Regions from separate parts of the Triticum aestivum genome. Here region 2 is linked to region 1. The links are chromatin contacts, called in public Hi-C maps. All regions are on one chromosome and are shown on one strand. Each heading gives the region's core, a stretch centred on a gene start, on an enhancer-like site or on the middle of the called end of the contact. The rest is flanking DNA. Distances are from core to core; before and after follow the strand shown. Region 1 has its middle 8.0 kb from the start of LOC123074969. Region 2 holds the start of LOC123079706 (epsin-3).

What was found. Hi-C and Micro-C count contacts between places; a contact is called where the count stands out from the background.
Region 2: a contact with region 1 is called in a Hi-C map of leaf, with 8 times the contacts expected there. The contact joins the promoter of LOC123079706 here to the enhancer-like site in region 1. A contact is called at or near these places in 3 of 5 Hi-C or Micro-C datasets (leaf and root).

Annotation. Positions count from the first base shown.
Region 1 is chr3D:464,478,285-464,481,003 of IWGSC CS RefSeq v2.1, forward strand. No RefSeq gene overlaps it. Among protein-coding and RNA genes, the nearest start is that of LOC123074969, 8.0 kb to the left of the region's middle. Within about 2 kb of position 1,292, at least 7 of the 8 cell types and tissues checked have an H3K27ac peak or open chromatin away from gene starts, as enhancers often do. A contact at or near this core is called in leaf and root, where this site is marked.
Region 2 is chr3D:464,593,420-464,596,119 of IWGSC CS RefSeq v2.1, forward strand. LOC123079706 (epsin-3) reads left to right here and starts at 1,349. Exons shown (of 4, transcript XM_044502504.1): 1 at 1,349-1,849; 2 at 1,965-2,087; 3 at 2,193-2,354; 4 at 2,453-2,700. The coding sequence starts at 1,743.

The DNA of each region.
Region 1 (2,719 bases), core at 42-2,541:
AAAATCGAGCGAGAGATCGAACCTGCACCTCACGCTGGTAAGCGCTTGTCCCTAGCCAAACGACCTGATGACTTATAATGGCCAGTTACGAAACGCGAGTTATAAGAACGATCAAAGGCGACTAGTTTACAGTGAATTTGCCCAAACTTTTTTTATTTTGTGAACAATTTTTTTTGAGAACGGGAACATTTAAAAAAAAAATTGAAAGTGCGAACATTATTAAAAACTCTCTGAAACTTTTTTGAATTTCTGTCCAAATTTTAAAAGAAACAGAACGTTTTTTTGAGATCGTGAACAAATTTCGTAAATGGAAATTGAATTTGTGAACAAAATTTTGGACAACGAATATTTTTTGAAATTTCTGAACTGTTTTTAATTTTGAAATAAATTTTGTAGATAGGAAAAAAAATTAAATTATGAAAAAATTGAAACCGCGAACAATTTGTGAAATTCACAAACATTTTTTGAATTTTGCGAACAAATTTTGAAAGTGAGAACATATTTTGAAATTCCGAACAAAAGTTGAAATTCTTGTTCAAGTTTGAAAACAAATGGACTTGAAAAAGAAAAATAAAAAAAATAAAAAGGGAAACAAGAATTTTAAAAATAGACAAAATGAAAAAAATAAAGAAAAAGTGTGTTCGGATTCATAGGATCATAATAGTATTCTCATAACAGTTCGCCCTATTTAGGCGCGACGCAATGTTCCCAAACTCAAGAAAACAAAAAAAGAGCACGACCGGGCCTAGTTTGTCCCTAACCTGTATCCATGTTCCACAACCCACCACCAGCCGCCCCACGTCCTTCGGCGATGTGCAGCCCCTCCTCGTCCTGAACCCCGCCTCCTACCGCCGCGCACCGCCCCTCCTCGTCCCAAGCCCCACCTCCTCAGCTGCGCCGCCACGCAACCCCGCCTCCTACGCCGCGTCGCCATGCATCCTCACCCCCGCAACCCCACTCCTCAGTTTTCCGCCTGCCCAAATGTGCGACGGAACGGGGTGTTCCATTGCCCATCTTGGGATGCCGCGGACACCAGGAGCGTCGGGTCCGCGTAGATAGCGAACAGACTAGGGAAGCTCGCCCTAAATGGCTCGCCACCCATCCAAGGGTCCAGCCAAAATTGGGTTCCTTCCCCATTTTCAATAGTGAAAGAGACCCTAGACGAATATCCTCCTTAATCCGTTGGATGGATCTTCAAAACTGAAAACCCCCGAGCGGAATGCCAGGTGGGGCTCACCCCTAAGGTATTTCGCTCAAAGAAGCTGCAGCCACAGACCGCCCTCGCCTCGCAAGATCCATCACACCCATCACATCATTAGGGCGGTGTTCATGCGCCCGGAGGCCATAATAACCTCGATGGAGATAGCCAACAGGAACCGGAAGTCAAAGGAGCGTAGCTGGCCCTCCGCCACAGCTCGTCCTCCTAGTTGTCGTCACACGGTTCAAAGAGCCAAGGGCATGGGTCACTGGAGGGAGCAACGCCTTACAGAGCAGCGCCTTACATACATGGGTACAGAATTTGTTTAGAGGAGCAGGTAGCACGGTGGCGATTTGGTTGGCTTTCTCCTCCATGGCAGCCTCTCGGCGAGCAACTCCCTCTCACACGTCTTTCCTCCTCCACGGCATGCTGCCGCCACGGATCTCGCACGTCTACCCATGTCTGGTGGCGCTGAGCTGGAGTTGGGCCGCCGCATATCCCCATCGAGTTGAAAGAATAAAACACATTAGATTACAACATTGTTTGCAGATAGCTTCGAGAATGATACATTGTGAGACGACACCACATAATATTTCATTCCTGACAGAAAAAAGAGAGAAAGGGAAACAATAACGGAAAACTCAATTCGGTGCCCGGGCTTAGATGCTCTCGAAATCTGAACCACACAGCTGCATGGAGATGCACAACAGAGCATGTATTTCTGCACGTATTTGTCCAGTTCAGAAACACTGGCCCACGCATGTCTCGTTCGAATTTATTGCTCCCATATGCTAACTCACCATCGGCACAGACGGAACTTGACGTTCTAGACCAGCAACTGGAACGTACTGGACCTCTCCCACAGATGGCCACATGCAGAACGCACTATTCCAAGCGACATCGCGTAATATTGATGAATTTTCTTGCCCAAGCCTCTGATTGTTTGGATACCACGGGCCCAATTGCTTGTGGAATATTTATTGAACTTGCAATTTCATACAAAACTTGTGAAACTTCCAAATCAGACAAACAATAACAGCCCTGAGAAGATAATACAGAAACTGAATCAAATTGATTTCTGCACACAGCCGAGGCTGGGGACTTTTTCTCAAACAGCTACTAAGCTGCAAATGGTTCGATCCGCCGATAATGAACTCAACATCCAATTTTTCCTAGCTAACGAATGCAGCATAGGTGAGACAAACCATAACAATCTTCAAAAGAAACACAGGAATTGCATCAACTTATTTCTTCAACCCCAATCTGCTCGAAGCACACAACTGCGCACACCTACAAGCTCTACCAGAGATATCTGTAGCTGAGATGCACACAGGTAAGGATGCCTCACCTCTTGGTCCACCTTCAGAATTCACCTTGCATGTGGTTCAGCTAACTGCGTCGGCGATGCTTTCTTACTCTGCTCCACTCTTGCCTTTGACACAGGTACTGGACAGTCTGCCAAGAACTTCAGCGCATGCCGACGTCCCGTTGAACTCGGCCGCCATAGGCAAGTCAGATTCT
Region 2 (2,700 bases), core at 99-2,598, 120 kb after region 1:
TGGACTTTGTCTGATATTGGTTTCCTGCGATGTAAAAAACATGGAAAAAATAGCAACTGGCACTTGGCACTATGTCAATAGGTTAGTACCAAAAAATGATATAAAATAACTATAAAATGATAATGAAACATCCAAGATTGATAATATAACAACATGGAACAAAAAAATATAGATACGTTGGAGACGTATCACTCGTCGTCCATGTCGACAGCGGTGTCCATCGTTTCGTCTTGTGCGTGGAACTCGGGGCAGGAAGCGGCGGCGACCGAGCCGCTCGTGATGATCTCGCCCATGTCGGCGTCGGTGGCGTCGGTGTTGCTGAACTGTGGCACGGAGCCGTGTGCGAAGGTGATGTTGGGGACCGCCATGCGCGTCGCCGTCGGAGTAGCCAGGCGAGGGGGCGTCCCCCCATTGCGGCGGGGGCGGCGAGAAGTTGGCTGGCGACGCGACGCTCGGCTGGCTCCCCCAAGCGGCTTGTGGGTAGTGGCCGGGCGGAAGGTTCATCATCCCCCCGCGCGAGTCCCTGGCCCTCTTGGTGATGAGTCTGTTCCGCCGGTCGGTAGTGACCGCCTCCCGGCGCTAAACATTGGCCCTCCACTCGGCGTTCGACAAGCCCGGTGGCCTTGCCATCGGCGCCCTCGCCTTCCTCTGCTTCGGCTGGGTGAAATCGACGACGCGAGGGGCCACATATTTCTTCGGCGGCATGGCGCTCAGGTTTGATGAGTAGAATGGCGGGAACGGCAGGGAAGAAGGGGGGCAATGGGGGAATGGAGGGAAAAGGCGGGTAAAAACGGCAGGAATATGCCCGTTGTCGCCGATAGCGCGACCCCACGCGTCTTTTCGCTTCAGCCGGCGCCCCAGGCGTTTCCCGAGGGGCTGGGTTTGGCTCGGGTTCGCCAGTTGTTACGTGTTGCTATGAGAATAGAAAAACGTGGTGACGCGTTTGTTCTCATCTGTTCTAGACGCCTCCGTGCGTCCCTGCTGGCTGCCGCCCTACCACGCGAGTGCTACACCACGTCACAGTGCCACGCACAATCTAGGCACCACCTGCCCCACCGGGGCCGCCGGCGCACGGGCCACGCGCCACGAGTAAACGGGCGACACCACGTGACCTCGTATACGACCCACCACGTACGCCATCCCGCCCGCCTGCCGTCGCCGCACCACGTAATTCAAAATTCAAACTTGCTGCCGTCCCGTCCAACCGGTTGACGTTTCGTTTCGCCACCCCACTCGCTCGCTGCCCCCCGAACGGTCCGAAGCCACTAGAAACAAGAAGCCGCAGTGGATCCACGTCCACGTCCACCAGCGGATGGCATGGAGCGCAGCGCTCTCCCTCCCCCTCCAAATAAGCTCGTCCCGTCCAACCTCCAACGCTCCCGCCGGCTACTACCGATCCATTTTTGCCTCCTCCCAGTCTCCGTCTCCGCGTCACTAGCGCGCTCGGGAGAGAGAGGAGTGGTTGCGCTTCCGTCGGCCCCGTACCGCTTGTTGGCTTGCGCCCTTGTGCGGAGTGGAGTGGTTGCTGCTTTTGCCTATCGCCACTGCCATTGCCGGCATTGGGGGGCGGGCGGACGCACCCACGCGCGGTTGACGGGAGTGACGTGACGGCACTCTGCGCGTCGCCTTGTTATATCCACCCCGCACCGGTCCGATCCTCCTCGGCGACAACGAGCGCGGTCGGGAGGTTCGAGGGTAAGGGGAAGTTCTTGCGTGCGTGCGTGCGTGCGTGAAAGCCGGCCATGGACGCGCCCTTCTTCCACGAGCTCCGGCGGCAGGCCTCCTCCTACCTCACCGGCAAGATCCGCTCCGCGCGGCTCGTGCTCACCGACGTCACCCCGACGCAGCTGTACGTGACCCCTCCGGCCCTCCCCGATCGACAATCCATTCCTGTCCTCCGTTTCATTTTCATGGTGTACCGTTGCTCTGCCAAGGTCTGACAGAGAGAGTGGCTGCCCATGCAGGATGACGGAGGAGGCGACGAACGGGGACGCATCGCTGCCGAACGCCAAGACGATGAGCCTCATCGCGCGGGAGGCGTTCGAGATCGACGAGTACCTCAGGATCTCCGACATCCTCCACACCAGGTGACCTTCTCCCTCTCCCTCTCCTTCGCCGCACCGGATCGACGCTCTTCCCTTCTTCTCCGCCCGCCGTCTAACTCGGGGCAGCATCGATGGGTCGATCCTCAGGCTGGCGACGTTCGACCGGAGGCAGTGGCGGGAGCCGTACAAGGCGCTGCTGCTCCTGGAGCACCTCCTGACGCACGGCCCCCGCAGCGTGGCCCTGGAGTTCCAGAAGGACCGGGAGGTCATCCGGCAGATGGCCACCTTCCAACACATCGACGAGAGAGGGTTCGATCTCGATCTTTGCCTCTTCCTACACGTTATTCATTCTTGTTCTGTCCTTGGGTTGAAAATTTTCTGATGTTCTTGTGGAATTTGCGGTGCAGTTTCAACTGGGGTCTGACGGTGAAGGGCAAGTCGGAGCGGGTGCTGAAGCTGCTGGAGCGGGGGCCGTTCCTGGAGGAGGAGCGCGAGCGGGCGCGCAAGGTGGCGCGCGAGATCAAGGGCTTCGGCAGCTTCAACCTCAGCAGCAGCGGCGGCGGCTCGCGCGCGGCGCCGCATGTGTACGGGCGGAGCCACTCGCGGTACGAGGACCGGCCGTGGAAGGAGGAGGACGGCGAGGGCGAGGACAAGG